Regions from separate parts of the Mus musculus genome. Here region 1 is linked to region 2. A link is a contact called in public Hi-C data. All regions are on one chromosome and are shown on one strand. Each heading gives the region's core, a stretch centred on a gene start, on an enhancer-like site or on the middle of the called end of the contact. The rest is flanking DNA. Distances are from core to core; before and after follow the strand shown. Region 1 overlaps Tacc1 (transforming, acidic coiled-coil containing protein 1). Region 2 overlaps Plekha2 (pleckstrin homology domain-containing, family A (phosphoinositide binding specific) member 2).

Region 1 (7,357 bases), core at 60-2,559, 130 kb after region 2:
TTTGCTTTTTAACCTCTAACCTCCAACTACATGTCTGACTTTCTGGTACCTCTGATTTCCCTGAAGTTGCAAGCCATCTCTTTCAAGATGACTGTGGCGCTGTGTCCAAAAAAAAAAGCAACAAACAAAAATCAGCACAAAGCCAAGGACACGGCCCTTAAGTGAAGACTGAGAAGTAATGTATTGTCCAGGGACAGAATAACTAAACTGTATGTGAACACCTGCCATGTCCAGGGAGTGCACAGCAGAGCTCACACTCCCTAGACAGCCCTGCGGGCCTCGGCCACTCAGAAGCATGGAGACACATTAAGTCAAGGCAGGTCTCCTTAGGGCCACTATACTGTTAGGATGGCTTGTCACCCAGGGCAGAACACCAACACTAACTTGCCCACCCACATGAGAACGCAGGGAACTAGCCACCCCCCCCTGTTCTTTCTTCTCACCTCCAAAATGTAAAACAAAATTCTTAGCCAGGAGCAAAGGGAGGGCAAATGTAGCTATTCTGTGTTTTGTTTTGAATGGAGACAGGGCACCAGCTCCCCTGCCATTCTTCTGAGATGGTGTTTTAAGTTCTGACAGAGGCCCACTCTCAAGTAAGACCTGGTGGCACCCGTCTATGATCCCAGCACTTAAGGCAGGATGATCATAAGTTTGAGGACAGCCTGGGCAACAGAGAGAGACCCTGTTTCAAAACACACACCAGTGTGTGCATGCACAACCTAAAGCTTTGGGGTTTTTTGTTGTTGTTGTTTTGTTTTTTAAAAAGGTAAGGCCACTTGATAAACAGACAAAAGTGGTCACACGGTTAAAGTCTCCAAAATAGCATTCTATGCTATTTCACTGAAAAAGAGAGCCAAGAGAACAGCGGTGGGGTGGGGGCAGATTCTGTGGAAGACCACTCAGTGTGCACTGAGTCCCTAGGTTCTAGCCCAAGCGCAATCCGTCACGCAACTCAGGAGATGCTAATTCTCCTCTGAAGACCATACTGTAAGGAAAAGAAGAGGGCTGGCGACCAGCAGCCTAGACCTTCTCCAGAGAATGAAGACCAACAATGGCTCTGCTTCCCCTCTCAGGAACAAGGTACCCATTGGCACTGGAGCCGTGCGGATCTAACTGAGGGCACACTCCAAGCAGAGCAGAGAGCCTCTACCCCAGACAGAGATCAGAGAGCCCTCAGCACCAGCCTACGGGCTACGCTACCCCAGCAGGAAGAGCAAAGGCAGGAAGACGGGCGCTAACAGATGGGGCTGCAACGCAGAGACCTGAAATTGTGGAACTTCCAATCCATTGCTGCCAAACAGCCACAGCGTGCAATCTCCTCAGAAACAATTACTGGAAGATTCAACATACCAACTGCTTCCTCCATAAAGCAGCAACCACCCACACAGCTGGGAGGCTGAGGCTGGTGATAAATAGAGAAGAGAATGCTTAGCCAGAGGAGGCCCCCAGACCTTAGGCGCATGAGACACCTCCCCAGAAGGGCGGCCATTCTGGACCTAGGAAAGCGGCACAGAAGAGACCTAAGGAAAGAAAACTGGGAGAGGTTTGTGGGTGCGGAAATTACACCTCTGGCAACTAAGAGATCTGTGGTGTCCAGCTCTAGCATAGAGTTCCCAGTGAGTCTTCACCTCCCTGTATTCACAGCACTGGGCTAACCTGTGCCACCAAGAGGGTGCTGTGGAAGAAGGCACAGTGTGACCGCTGAGGTGGCCCAGTCAATCTGGGGGAGGAGGTGATGCCACACCGTGAGGATGCTGAACCAACCCTGCAGGCCCCACATGCTCGCCTGAGCGCCATTCCTTAGCCAGCAGTGACTGGTGAAAGGATGACTGTGCCCTTGTGGGCTGGGGACACAGCTAGGAGAAAAATCACGCGTCTACCTTGGGAGAGACCTTGGTGCCATCCCAAGCACTGCTAACAAAAATGAAAACAAAAGTCCAACAAGCCTTCTCTCTCTACCTAAAAACAGGTGCTGAGCCTGGAGGCTCCATACATCTCCATACAGCCCACTCTCCTCACCAGACAAGGTCCACGCAGACAAGAGACTGATCCCTTCCTACTTCCTTCTCAACTGAAGAGCTGACACTAATTTGGGGGGCAGTGGGGACGGGGGAGACAGGGTCTCTCTAATGTAGCCCTAGCTGTCCTGGAACTCCCTATGTAGAATGTAGATCAGGCCGGCCTTGAACTCAGATCCTCCTGCCTCTGTCCCAGGGGGTGCTGGGACAAAGGGCGGGTACCACCGCACCTTTAATAATAAAGGAAATGATCCAGTGCAAATGGGCCAGCTACCTAAGGATGACTTCTGCGGCTGTTGGCTTGTATCGAAATATTACGGTGAACTTCTGCTGCTCAGAACCCCAAATACAGCGGATGCCAAGTTCATGTGTGTGGAAGACGTATGGCCGACTGACTCAGCTGTCACTTAGGGGAGATGCTTTCCACAGCACACACCCTGTTCTGGCAACATTTTAAGGCCTCTCACTTCCTCTTGGTCTTCTCCAACAGTGAACTGGGGCGGGGGGCGGAGGGGGGGGCTGTTTCACAAACTCCCTGGAGAGGAAAGCCTGTGAAACACATTTCAGGGAGCTCTGGATTTTCAACCCCTCCTCCTCACCCTGGAGCACGGGAGACTGAACTCTGTCTGTTGCTGGCTCTGGTGCTATGAAGCTTGTGTCGGTCTCAAATTTGTGATCCTCCTGCCTCACTCAGCCTCATCACTCAGCCTCCTCCTAAGCATCAGACTACTGGTGGATCTTATATCTTTCCAAAAATACTTGACACTGATTGTGTGTGTGTGTGTGTGTGTGTGTGTGTGTGTGGTGGGCGGGGCCAGGTCCTGTGAAGGCTCTATGCCCCAGTGTAGGGGAATGCCAGGGCCAGGAAGCAGGAGTGGGTGGGTTGGTGAGCAAGGGGAGGGGGCAGAGGGTTTTCGGAGGGGAAACCAGGAAAGGAGATAACATTTGAAATGTAAATAAAGAAAATATCTAATTTTAAAAAAAAGAAAAAAAGAAAAAAAAATAGTAACCTTGGCTATCAAAGCTCCATGAGGATGGCTGTTTGGGGGACAAACTGTGGACTCCCAACACTATTTATTCTGGATTTTGCAAAGCATGAGAAACAGTTACACCCAAGGTTGCCTAGAGACAGGATTGCTGCTACAGGGAGATTACAGGAGCTTTTGGGAGGAGGGGACAGTGTTTTGTTATCTTTTAAGACAGGGTTTCTCTGTGTAGCCCTGACTGTCCTAGAACTCACTGTGTAGACCTTAAACTCAGTCCTCCTGCCTCTGCCTCCTGGTTGCTAAAATTAAAAATATGGGCCACCACTCCAGGTTAGTTTTGGGTTTGCTTTGAGAAAGGGTTTCATATAAGTCAGCTGGTCTTAAATTTTTGGTATAGCCAAGGTTGACCTTGAACTCCTGACCCTCCTGCCTCTACCTGGACAGCACTAGAATTGTTGGTTTATCACTGTGCCTGATTTAAACTCTGCCCGTCACTCCCAGTCTTTTGGCATCCCCAGACCCACTCTCTCTCACTGAAAGTGGCTTTAGACCATACCCATTGTTCCAGTGGGGCATTCAGGACTAGCCCCGCACCCCCCCCCCCCAAGCACCATGCCTCTGCCACCAGAAATTAACAGAGCAAATTAGTAGTTTTAGTAAGATGCCCAGGTAGAGGAGATGAGCAACTCAGGAGTGAGTTTAACCCTTACGATACTTCTTAAGAAGGCCTTGCCTTTGCGTCATCTAAAAAGTGACTTGAAAGTTACTAAAATCTTCACTTTGCATTGGCATAGATAGTTCCTCAGTCCTGGTGTTTGGTTTTTTTTTTTTTTTTTTTTTTTTTTTGGTTTGTTTTTTAAAGATTTATTTATTATATGCAAGTACACTGTAGCTGTCTTCAGACAGCCCCAGAAGAGGGCATCAGATCTCATTTACAGATGGTTGTGAGGCACTCAGGACCTTTGGTAGAGCAGTCAGTGCTCTTACCTGCTGAGCCATCTCTCCAGCTCATTCCTGTTGTTCTTTATCAAAGAGCGGAAGTATTTCCTCCCATAGCTCATTACACTGAGACAACCATACTGACTCCATTGAGGGGGGTTTCAGGGGGGGGGGAGGAAATGTGGCAACACTGCCTGGTTTTCAGCTTTAAACCTCTCAAGCTGAAATCACATAAAAAAAAAAAAAAACTAAAAACTAAATTAAGCTGTAAAAGAGCCAATCATACCAAAAAAATAAAAGCATTAACCTGGGGCGCAGTACAAGGGGCCACCCATGTTAAACTGCTAAACTAGGTAACATTTAGTATCCTTATTAGTCTCGTTGTTTCTAGGAAATTCAAATAAAGCAATCCCCTGTTGTGAGCAAAGAAACATTGTAGCAAATCCTGAGGAAAATATATCTGTAGATTTGAATGGACCACTTCAGTATGGGTGAATGAAAAATATTTGTGTATTTGCTTATCAACCAGATCAACACTTTAGATAAAGTCTGGGGCTCAAGATTTCAGCAAGATCCGCGTTCTAAGTCTTAGACATATAAACATACTATAATATATATATATTTCCAATAAACACACCTGTTGATATGCTCAGGCTCAGTTCCAACATCCCAGCACAAATATTGAATAACGACGAGTTAGAAGTCTATGTTGGTGATGGCAGAAATGGCTCGGTAGTTAAGAATTGGACAGTTCGTGCAGAGAGCCCTTGTTTGGCTCACAACCACAGATAACGGCAGCCCCAGGCTCTGGCACCCCGTTCATGCTCAAACCCACGTAGGCTCAAAAACTAAACTAAGATCTGTTTTTAAATGGCTGTGTTTGTCCTTGATTAGATGGGTCCATTTCTTGGTACTTTCTTATTTCTCTCTCTCTCTCTCTCTCTCTCTCTCTCTCTCTCTCTCTCTCTCTCTCTCTCTCTCTCGTAACTCTCTGAATCTTTTAGTGGAAGTCATTTAAAATTCAAGTGCACTGTCTGCAAAGGAGACAAGCAGTCAGAGCCAACCTTTCTCCCTTAAGGAAGCCTTTCCTGACCACAAGGGCCCCGTACGGGAGGAGCCTGGTATACAGCGCTCCTTTGTTAGCTGGAAGTCCCTAGTTACTCTCTGAAAGTGGTGTAAGTGCACAGAGAGTTAACAAGCCTCTCCAGTCCCAAGTACTTAACCTGCTGCCAAGATACAAAAGCAGCCACATGGGAGACCTCAACACGCTAGCATGGCTATATTCCCCAACACCATTATTTATGGGCCCTAAGGTGTGAATTTCACATCATTTTTTTTAAGACTACAATTTTTTTCGATCACTACACTTTGGGGTGAAATTTCCTTCTGTTTTTCACTGCCTGGACCTGGATTTGTAGACCAGCTGGCCTTGGAACTCGGAGATCTGCCTGCCTCTGTCTTCCAAGTGCCAGGATTAAAGGCCTGAGCCATCCATCACTCTGGTTTGGTATTTCTGAATCTAAATACCAAAGTCATGTCAATGAGTAATTCTGCATTTCTCACAAGAACACCAGCAATAAGTATTAGTAGGTAAACTCCATTGCTATTCCAGACTGCAATGGTTAAGTCTCTGAAATACCTAGGTATTGTAACATAGAAGATGAATAGCAGCTTTAACTAGTTATTCACGGATCATGTGGAGACTTCTACATTTATCAACATTCTCCTTTTCAAAGAAAGGTAACTAACTGTAAATATGGGTAGGACCACAAAGGGACAGGGCCCACACAGTAAGCCTCTGTGGGTTTTCTATTTGTTTCTCTTGTTGTTGTTGTTGCTGTTGTTTTGACAGGGCCTCACTATATAGTTTGGGCTGGCCTGAAACTCTTTATAGACCAGGCTGGCCTAGAACTCACAAAGGTCCGCCTGCCTCTGCCTCCCCAGTCCTGGTGCACAGGGGTGTGCCACCACGCTAGGCCATCTCTGAAGTCTTTATAGGCTGAAACAGCTTAACAAACCTGCCACCACTAACCCCGTGAACACAGGGGTAAAGGGGGATAGAGATAAGGAGGCCTCTTCTAAGCTCTTTCCCGAGGGAGTTCCTTCCCCAACACACATCCCAGCAAAGACCAACCAAAACCAAGCAGCAGTGAGATGGCTCACCATGCAAAGGTACTTGCCACAAGTCAGGGACCCAAAGTTTCATCCCTAGAGGCCACAATACATTGGATGGAAGCTAACTCCATGGAAGTTTGCTATGCACATAGACACACACACAGACACATACACACAATGGCATGTGTCCCTCTTCCCCACAGTAATGATAACAGTGACTTTTGGGGGGGGGGGTTGAGACAGGGTTTTTCCCTGTAGCCTTGGCTGTCCTGGAACTCACTCTGTAGACCAGGCTGGCCAATAGTGATTTTTTTTTAAAAAGCACTTTAAATGGCTGGGTGTGGTGGCACACCCAGGCAGAGGCAGAAGGATCTCTGTGAGTTTGAGGCCAAGCATGGCTACATATCTAGTTCAGACTAACACAGTGAGACCCTGTCTCAAAACTAGGTGAAGCCAGCTTAAGCACCCTTTGTTGGGAAGAACAGACCGCATTCACAGAGACACTGACTCAAACTCTACAGCCACTGGCTTGGTATTCTCCAGAAATATCTCCAGCTTAGTTTGAATTTATTATATATTCAGAAGCCAACTTCTTTCTGTGGCTTCTAAAAAAAAAATCACAACCTTCTATTTAATTCCTGGTGTATAACTAACTATCTTAAAGGGACCTATTACAAAATTTCTGAGTTCTTAAAACAGTTCCGATAAAAAGCAAAACTAGGCTAGTTTTGCTTAAGTAGTTTCCTCTAAGTTTAAACAATCAGGAAGCAGGGGACAGAACAGGAGTGTGGCACTAGCCCATGCGTGCGGGTGAGGGTGGCCAGGCATGAGGAAGCCAAGACCGTTACAAGTCCCATGAAGACGGCCCTGCCCCATTTGTATGTGCTGCCTAACCATGCCATGGAATCACAGAAAGTCAAAAACAAAATGAACTATTTCAGGGAAACGTGAAACATCCATTTTGAGAAATTAAAACCTCACCAGGAACTGACTTCGGAATTTTTGCTCAGTGGAGCCACCTTCAGCTAGACCTGAACTTTAGTTGTAGTCTCGAGACTACTTTGTGTCTGTTGACAAGGCAATCCACACCTTGGACTAACTCCACAAGGTCCTTAAAAGACCAGACACTAACCAGACTTAGGAGTTATCCCCCTGTCTAAAGACCTTGCACTGTGAGATTTTATAATATGCAGGCCTGTTCCCCAGACTATACACCACCAGTCTCCTCCCCACGGTTACACTCTACAGCATGACCCACCCTGGAGAACTTTCCTGATCCAAGACTCTCTAAAAGGAAAA
Region 2 (6,631 bases), core at 2,966-5,465:
TGGAAGCCAGGCTCCCATCGTCAGCAGGGACAAAGAACTGGAACAATGGAAAGTCCCAGGCCTCCATCTGAGCCCCCATCTTTCCAGGGATCAAGCACCTAACACGTGAAGAGCACCCGAGGGTCCTTCTCTGCTGCCGCCACGAGATACTACTGTGTGGGCTAGCTCTCTGTCAACTGGACACAAGCCAAAGCCATCGGAGCAGAGGGAACCTCAGTTGAGAAAATGCCTTCATAAGATGGGGCTACAGACAAGCCTGTAAGGCATTTTCTTAATTAGTAATTTAGGGAAGGAGAGCCCAGGCCATTGTGGGCGGTGCTATCCCTGAGCTGATGATCCTGAGTTCTATAAGAAAGCAGGAAGAGAGGCCCCTAGGTCTTGCAAGCTTTATATGCCCCAGTACAGGGGAACGCCAGGACCAAGGAGTGGGAGTGGGTGGGTAGGGAAGCAGGGCGGGGGGAGGGTATAGGGAACTTTCGGGGTAGCATTTGAAATGTAAATAAAGAAAATATCTAATAAAATAAAATTTTTAAAAAAGAATAAATAAATAATTGATTAAAGTATAAATAATGATAAACATAAAATCTATAGTTTTTCCTTTGTAAATAGTATCATAATAGGATTTTTCACAAACAAGGTTAACATAAAAGTATGATTTTTATGACAATCAAACAAAATAAGTTTTGCATCCATTAGCTTGAAAAAAAAAGAAAGAAAGAAAGCAGGCTGAGCAAGCTATGAAGGAGCAAGTCGGTAAGCAGCACCCTCCATGGCCCTGCATCAGCTCCTGCTCCAGGATCCTGCCCTGCTTGACTTCCTGTCCTGACTCCCTTCAGTGGTGATGGACCATGATGTGGAAGTGTAAGCCAAATAAACCCTTTCTTCCACAAGTTGCTTTTGGTCATGGTGTTTCATTGAAGCTATAAAAACACTGACTAAGACAACTATCAGCTCATCATCTTCGAAGCAAGAGTTGGGAAATAGGAGGGAAATCTGACCATCAGTGTGCAAACTGCATCAGTTTGAAGGCAGTAAGGCTTTTTACCACTACAGGCAAGCTTTCTGGGGGACTAATGGCTAGTTAACATATTACCATAAGTAATTACCATATAACCCAATGGCAGTCAACATAGAGGGGTACAGTTCTTCCTCTCTTTCTCCTCTGCTACATCCATGCCCACTGGATCCCCAGCAGGAATAGAACCCCAGTTGTAGCCCCTGTGCTGGACTCACCACATTCCCTTGCTTCACACAGTAGCCACTCTTAATGAGGGGAGGCCCAGTGGAAGGGCGGCAGCCTGACGTGGGGATGTAGCTCTGAGACCTTCGCAGGAAGGCGTGAGTCCCTGGCTCGCACCCTTCCTGCCCATCCCCACCGTTCTACAAGGAAACAGTAGAAACAGCAACACTGTTAGTACCCCAGTCATTCCTCTGTGGGATCCTTCCAGCCTTCTCACCACACCTCTGGTCTTTTTGATATAATGTCAGTCGAAGAACTAAGAGCTGACTTTGCCCCCAGTTAGCCGATGCTCTAGTGTTTCCCCAAAGTATGATGCTGGCTAGAGAGACTCAGAAGAGGAAGGAAAGACTACTTAGAACTAAAGGAGTCACAAGTACCCAAATGGGACTGCAGACTTGTGTCTAGTCTCACTGCCTCCCTCAGCCCCGTTGTCTTTGTGATTTATGAGTGTGCATTGCCTGGGTCTTAAGCAAAAGCCCAGAGGCCACACATCCTCAAGATGTCTTGATGTCATGTCCCCAACTTCTACATTGGCACTGAACACATCCATCTTGCACTATATCATCCTGGTCACCTTCTTCACTAGCTCCCCCATCCTAATGCTTTGTGCAGGTCCTTGGGCACAATGCATAGGCCTTCACTGCCTCCCTCCACCCCCCCCCCCCCCCCCCCGGCACTCCCAAGCAACAGCACCTGGCTGATAGGCGTTTGTACCACCACACCCCCGATGATCTCAGTCTTGTAGGCCACCTGCGGCTTCTTCTCTAGGGTGGGAGGAGCTGTTAAGTTTTTGAGAACTTCTGTGGCCAAGGGTACTGTCCCAGCTTTGGGTACCTAGGAAGAAAGGTGATATGGTCAGCAAGAGATAGAAAACTTAGGAAGAGGGCAGAACCACAAACAGGATGTGGGGAGAAATGGAAAGCTAATTTACTAACACAGAGACAAACAAACACACATACTTCCTTTAAATTATGCACACATACACATAACACACACAAGCACATATACGTATATGTACATATACACATAGATACACACACATATACAAACACACCATGCACACACACACATATATAGATACACATATATAGATACATATACTATATACATACATGCACACAAATGTAGACATACATACACACACAAAGATATGTGCATATACACATACAGTATACATATACATACATATAACACACACAGACACATATATACGCATATAGATATATACATGTACACATCTGTGCACAGAGATACACACATACAACACACAAGCACATATACACATGTATACACACATATAGATATACACACATAAACACAGATACACATGCATACACCTATACACACACACACATATATACACACATGCTTACACACACAAACACATACACACATATGTATATCACACATATACATGCACACATAAACATAACACACACATACAAATACATAACATACACACAGAACAAACTTACTGCATAACTATAGGATGAGCTAACCCTAGTTAGAATACAAAGAGGCAGGAGCCCTGTCCTCTTGACATTCATATATATGCTAGTAGTTAAGACTGAACAAAAATTCTCAGCAAAACAAGAAGTCAGAAAAATGAACAGGGCATGGCAGAATGTATATGTATGTGTATGTATATATATATATATATATATATATATATATATATATATATATGTATGTACTCTGCCACCACCTTTTCAAATCAACCCAGAAATTCACCCTTCTCCTCTCCTACAGTGTCCTGATGTGTAGCAATGCACAACATAGCCCAACCAGTGCCATGGAGAGTGTAGTGTTCAGCTCTCCACTGCGTCCTCTTAGCTCAGGGGCACGATTGTCTCAATTTTACATATGAGGTAAACACAGATCATCAACGTTGTGTCCTTTACTCCTTAAAATGCTATCACTACCTCCTCAGGCCACCCTCGCTAATTTCCTGTGGGATGTCATACCAACATCCCAGAGACAGCACACAGCGAAACCTGTCTTCTGCCAGCCTTGCCTCATGCTCTCTCTGTGCAGGTTGACCAGAACAGTAAACAGCTGTCACATTGCTTAAACAGCTACAGCTAACCCTGCTTGAGCCCAACGATACAGATGCTGAGTAGACAGAGATTCCATCTACCAACATCCATTGGAACCTTAAGGTTTCTGGAAGAATAATTTGTCCCGGCAATGGGCATTTCAATTCAAAGTCACGAGAAGACAAGCACTTCTGACTGTACAACACAGAATTTCTAAGTTTTCAGCAACTGTGGTAGACCAGACTCTGCCTGTCTTGCTGAGTTTCTTTCTACTATTGTCCTCCTCTTCCCCCTAAAGCCGTTTACCAAACATTCCCCATGTTCGATGCCTGGTCCCCAGCATGGGGCACTATTGGGAAGCAGAGGAACTTCCCAGAGATGAGGAGGAGTGGGAAAAGTTGGGTTACTGGGCATAAGCCCTCTGTGGGGATAGTGGGACCCCAGTGCCTCCTTGTTTTGTTCTCTGCTTCAACACCGCATGTCCCACCTTAATATCCTGCCTCATCACAGGCCCGAAACAACAGGGATAAACCCCATGAACCACAAAAAACAAATGCCATGATCTGTAGTTAACCTTTCCTTCTTATAACTTGATTGTTTTGAGCAGGTTATCACAGTGCTGGGAAGCTAACACATTTTTTTTTCCTTCCCTTTTAACTCTTCTTTGTTTCTTGTAAAAATATTCCTAGGGAATAGGAAATCGATCCTTCATTAGTCATGTCCAGGATAACCTGAGTCCTTAACACAATCCGTGGACGAGTTTCCAAGTTTGCAAAGCTCTTAGAAGACGTTTTTCCAGGCGCAACTAAGAAGAATATCCCCCAAACTAGAAAGAAACAGACCTGAGTTCCTTCTCGTGCGCTTCCCCAGTTCCTCTGCTTCTTGTTAGCAATCCCTTTTCCAACCCCACACAATGAGTCAGCAGTGTCCCACAATCACCCAGGATGGGACTGACAGAAGCCCTCCCAGGAAGCACAAAAGAGACTCCACAAACTTCCTCTTGAACTCCGTTCAGACTCAAACTCTCAAGTTCACTGGTAGTTGTCCGCCAGTGGACAAGAGGAGGTTAGATAGAGATGGGTCTTCACAGGCTCTGAGGCAAGGCCCTGCTGCCCTCTGAGCTCTGCCCCTTCCCCACTGAGGTCAAGAGCCGGGACACCCCACTTTCCCTACCAGAGAGAACAGAGGGTATACATACAGTGATCTTGCTGGCTTGGTTCAAGGCTTCTACCCAGTCCTTCAGATCTTTCTGGTCATTGGCTTGAAGAAAATATCTCTGAGACAGGGCATTGATAACTATAAAGGTAACAGGGAAGGAGAAAGAAGGTACCGGGTCAGGATTTGGAGATCACAAGAGACCAGGAAGTTAGGGTGTCTGAGGTGACAAGACCCATGAGGCCATTTAGAAGATCAAGAACCCGCCTAGGGTGTTAAGTCACATGCATGCTCAGAAGCAGCAGACCCCTGCAACACATTTATCAGCTACCAGAATGACGCTGGCATTAACAGTGGCTTCAATGCTCTATTGGTGACAATGAAGCTACTCATATGCCACCAGTAAGACACTTAGTCGGGACCCTATAGGGCTTGCTTCTACCAGTATGATCTGGTCTTGTCTGTGCCTGGGAAATGGAACAACACTTGCTGAGACCCGTCGCCTTGGCCTCACTTTCAACCTGTTCCTCCCTCTGGGCATTCCCTTAATCACAGCTTACCTCTGATTGATTGATTGATGATTGATTGATTGATTGACTTTCATCATTATCACTAATATATCTTTAAGTGAGCTGACCACAAAATTTAAGAGTGACTTCTAAACTTAGCAATAATATTTGGAAGGAACAGGAAAAAGAAGAGTCAACCTGAAGTTGGGAGAAAGAAGTCACTTCATCCCTCTGGCCTGAGAGTGAAGTCAAGAAGCCCTTGCCGAGGTGACAAAGAACTCGCTGTTTTCATTCATATAAACAACTCTTTGTTGAGGACCCACTATGTGCCAGCAGTCATCTTATGTGCTGAGGGCATGCAGTGACAAAGCAGGAAGTGACTCTGCCTCCCTGAAGCTCCTGCTCAGAGCCTCCCTGGACACAGAAAGGCCTCAGCATTTGCTCAGAGCGAGGGCTACTTATCGATACAGTTGCCGAGTGGTTTCACGGACCAACTGAAGACAGGCTTGAGGCATTGGTGGAGTGGCTCTGCGCCTTTGCCACTAGCCCCCAGCCCCCAACTACAACTCATCTGGCAATCTTGAGACCCTACATATGCCTTCCTTCATTTTAATGCTTCCCTGCCTTTCCCCACTTTTCTCGGACCTCATCATGTCCTGAGTACACCACTGCTCAGTTCTAAAGTGAAGGCTCCCAGAGACTTCTATCAGATGCTTTCTGTCCACCTTAAACAGAAATACAGCTTGGCTCACAATCTCAGCACATTGGAGTCTGGGTGCAGCAGGAGCAAAGTTCCAGGGCAGCTTTGACAGTGTTGGGGGTGAGGGGAGAGAAGAAGGGGAGGAGGAAAAGGAAGAAGGTCAGGAGGCAGATGGCCGGCAGAAGCCAACCTGGCTAAAATGCTGCTGGCCCCTGTGTGCCTGGTCGCAAGTTATTAAAAATCTTCACAGGGGTATTACTCGGCACCCAGAACATCCCTATTATCTAAACTACTCATGCATACAGGATACAGTTCCCATGGGATCACAGGGCTGTCTTCCACGGAAATGAAGTTAGCACAGGTCTATGGCGAAAAGCCACTGTGGCTCAGTACTTACCGAAGCAGAATGGCGTTTTAGGTTTCTGCTTTGGGGTAGCTATGCTCACCTATATCAAATAAAGACAAAGAGAGACATGAGTGTGCTTTCATCAGTGTGGAAAACGTTTACCTTGAAAACATTTCATACATAAAAAGAGCATATCAAATCTATGTATATTTGAAGACTGACAATTGAGTGTCTTCCTCCATCCCTTAAGAAACTGGCACGGGCTGGACAGCGGTGGCACACGCCTTTAATCCCAGCACTCGGGAGGCAGAGGCAGGAGGATTTCTGAGTTCGAGGCCAGCCTGGTCTACAAAGTGAGTTCCAGGTCAGCCAGGGCTATACAGAGAAACCCTGTCTCAAAAAAAAGAAAGAAAGAAAGAAAGAAAGAAACAAACAAACAAACAAACAAACAAACAAACAAACAAACTGGTACGGTCAGTCCTATTCCTTAGAGCAGGGCTTCTCACCCTTCCTAACACAACAACCCTTTAACGGACAGTTCCTCCTGTTGTGGTGACAACCAATTAATTTTGTTGCTACTTCATAACTGTAATTCATACTGTTATGAATTATAATGTAAAAGTCTGACATGCTGGATGGTGTTGA

The links. A called contact is a pair of places that touch in the nucleus more often than the background predicts.
Region 1: a Hi-C map of bone marrow-derived macrophages shows a contact between it and region 2, with 36 read pairs. The contact joins two enhancer-like sites. A contact is called at or near these places in 1 of 15 datasets of contacts at CTCF or cohesin (the NIH/3T3 cell line), 1 of 484 Hi-C or Micro-C datasets (bone marrow-derived macrophages), 5 of 115 datasets of contacts at active chromatin or transcription factors (the HPC-7 cell line, bone marrow-derived macrophages, embryonic stem cells and 1 more) and 1 of 9 other capture datasets (bone marrow-derived macrophages).

The regions. Positions count from the first base shown.
Region 1 is chr8:25,189,667-25,197,023 of GRCm38.p6, forward strand. The region is part of intron 2 of Tacc1 (transforming, acidic coiled-coil containing protein 1); the gene reads right to left. Among named protein-coding and RNA genes, the nearest start is that of Tacc1, 8.2 kb to the right of the region's middle. Within about 2 kb of position 1,310, at least 48 of the 459 cell types and tissues checked have an H3K27ac peak or open chromatin away from gene starts, as enhancers often do. A contact at or near this core is called in bone marrow-derived macrophages and microglia, where this site is marked.
Region 2 is chr8:25,057,901-25,064,531 of GRCm38.p6, forward strand. Plekha2 (pleckstrin homology domain-containing, family A (phosphoinositide binding specific) member 2) reads right to left here. Exons shown (of 12, transcript NM_031257.3): 4 at 6,038-6,086; 5 at 4,475-4,572; 6 at 1,934-2,074; 7 at 1,234-1,380. Among named protein-coding and RNA genes, the nearest start is that of Htra4, 22 kb to the left of the region's middle. Within about 2 kb of position 4,216, at least 10 of the 459 cell types and tissues checked have an H3K27ac peak or open chromatin away from gene starts, as enhancers often do. A contact at or near this core is called in bone marrow-derived macrophages and microglia, where this site is marked.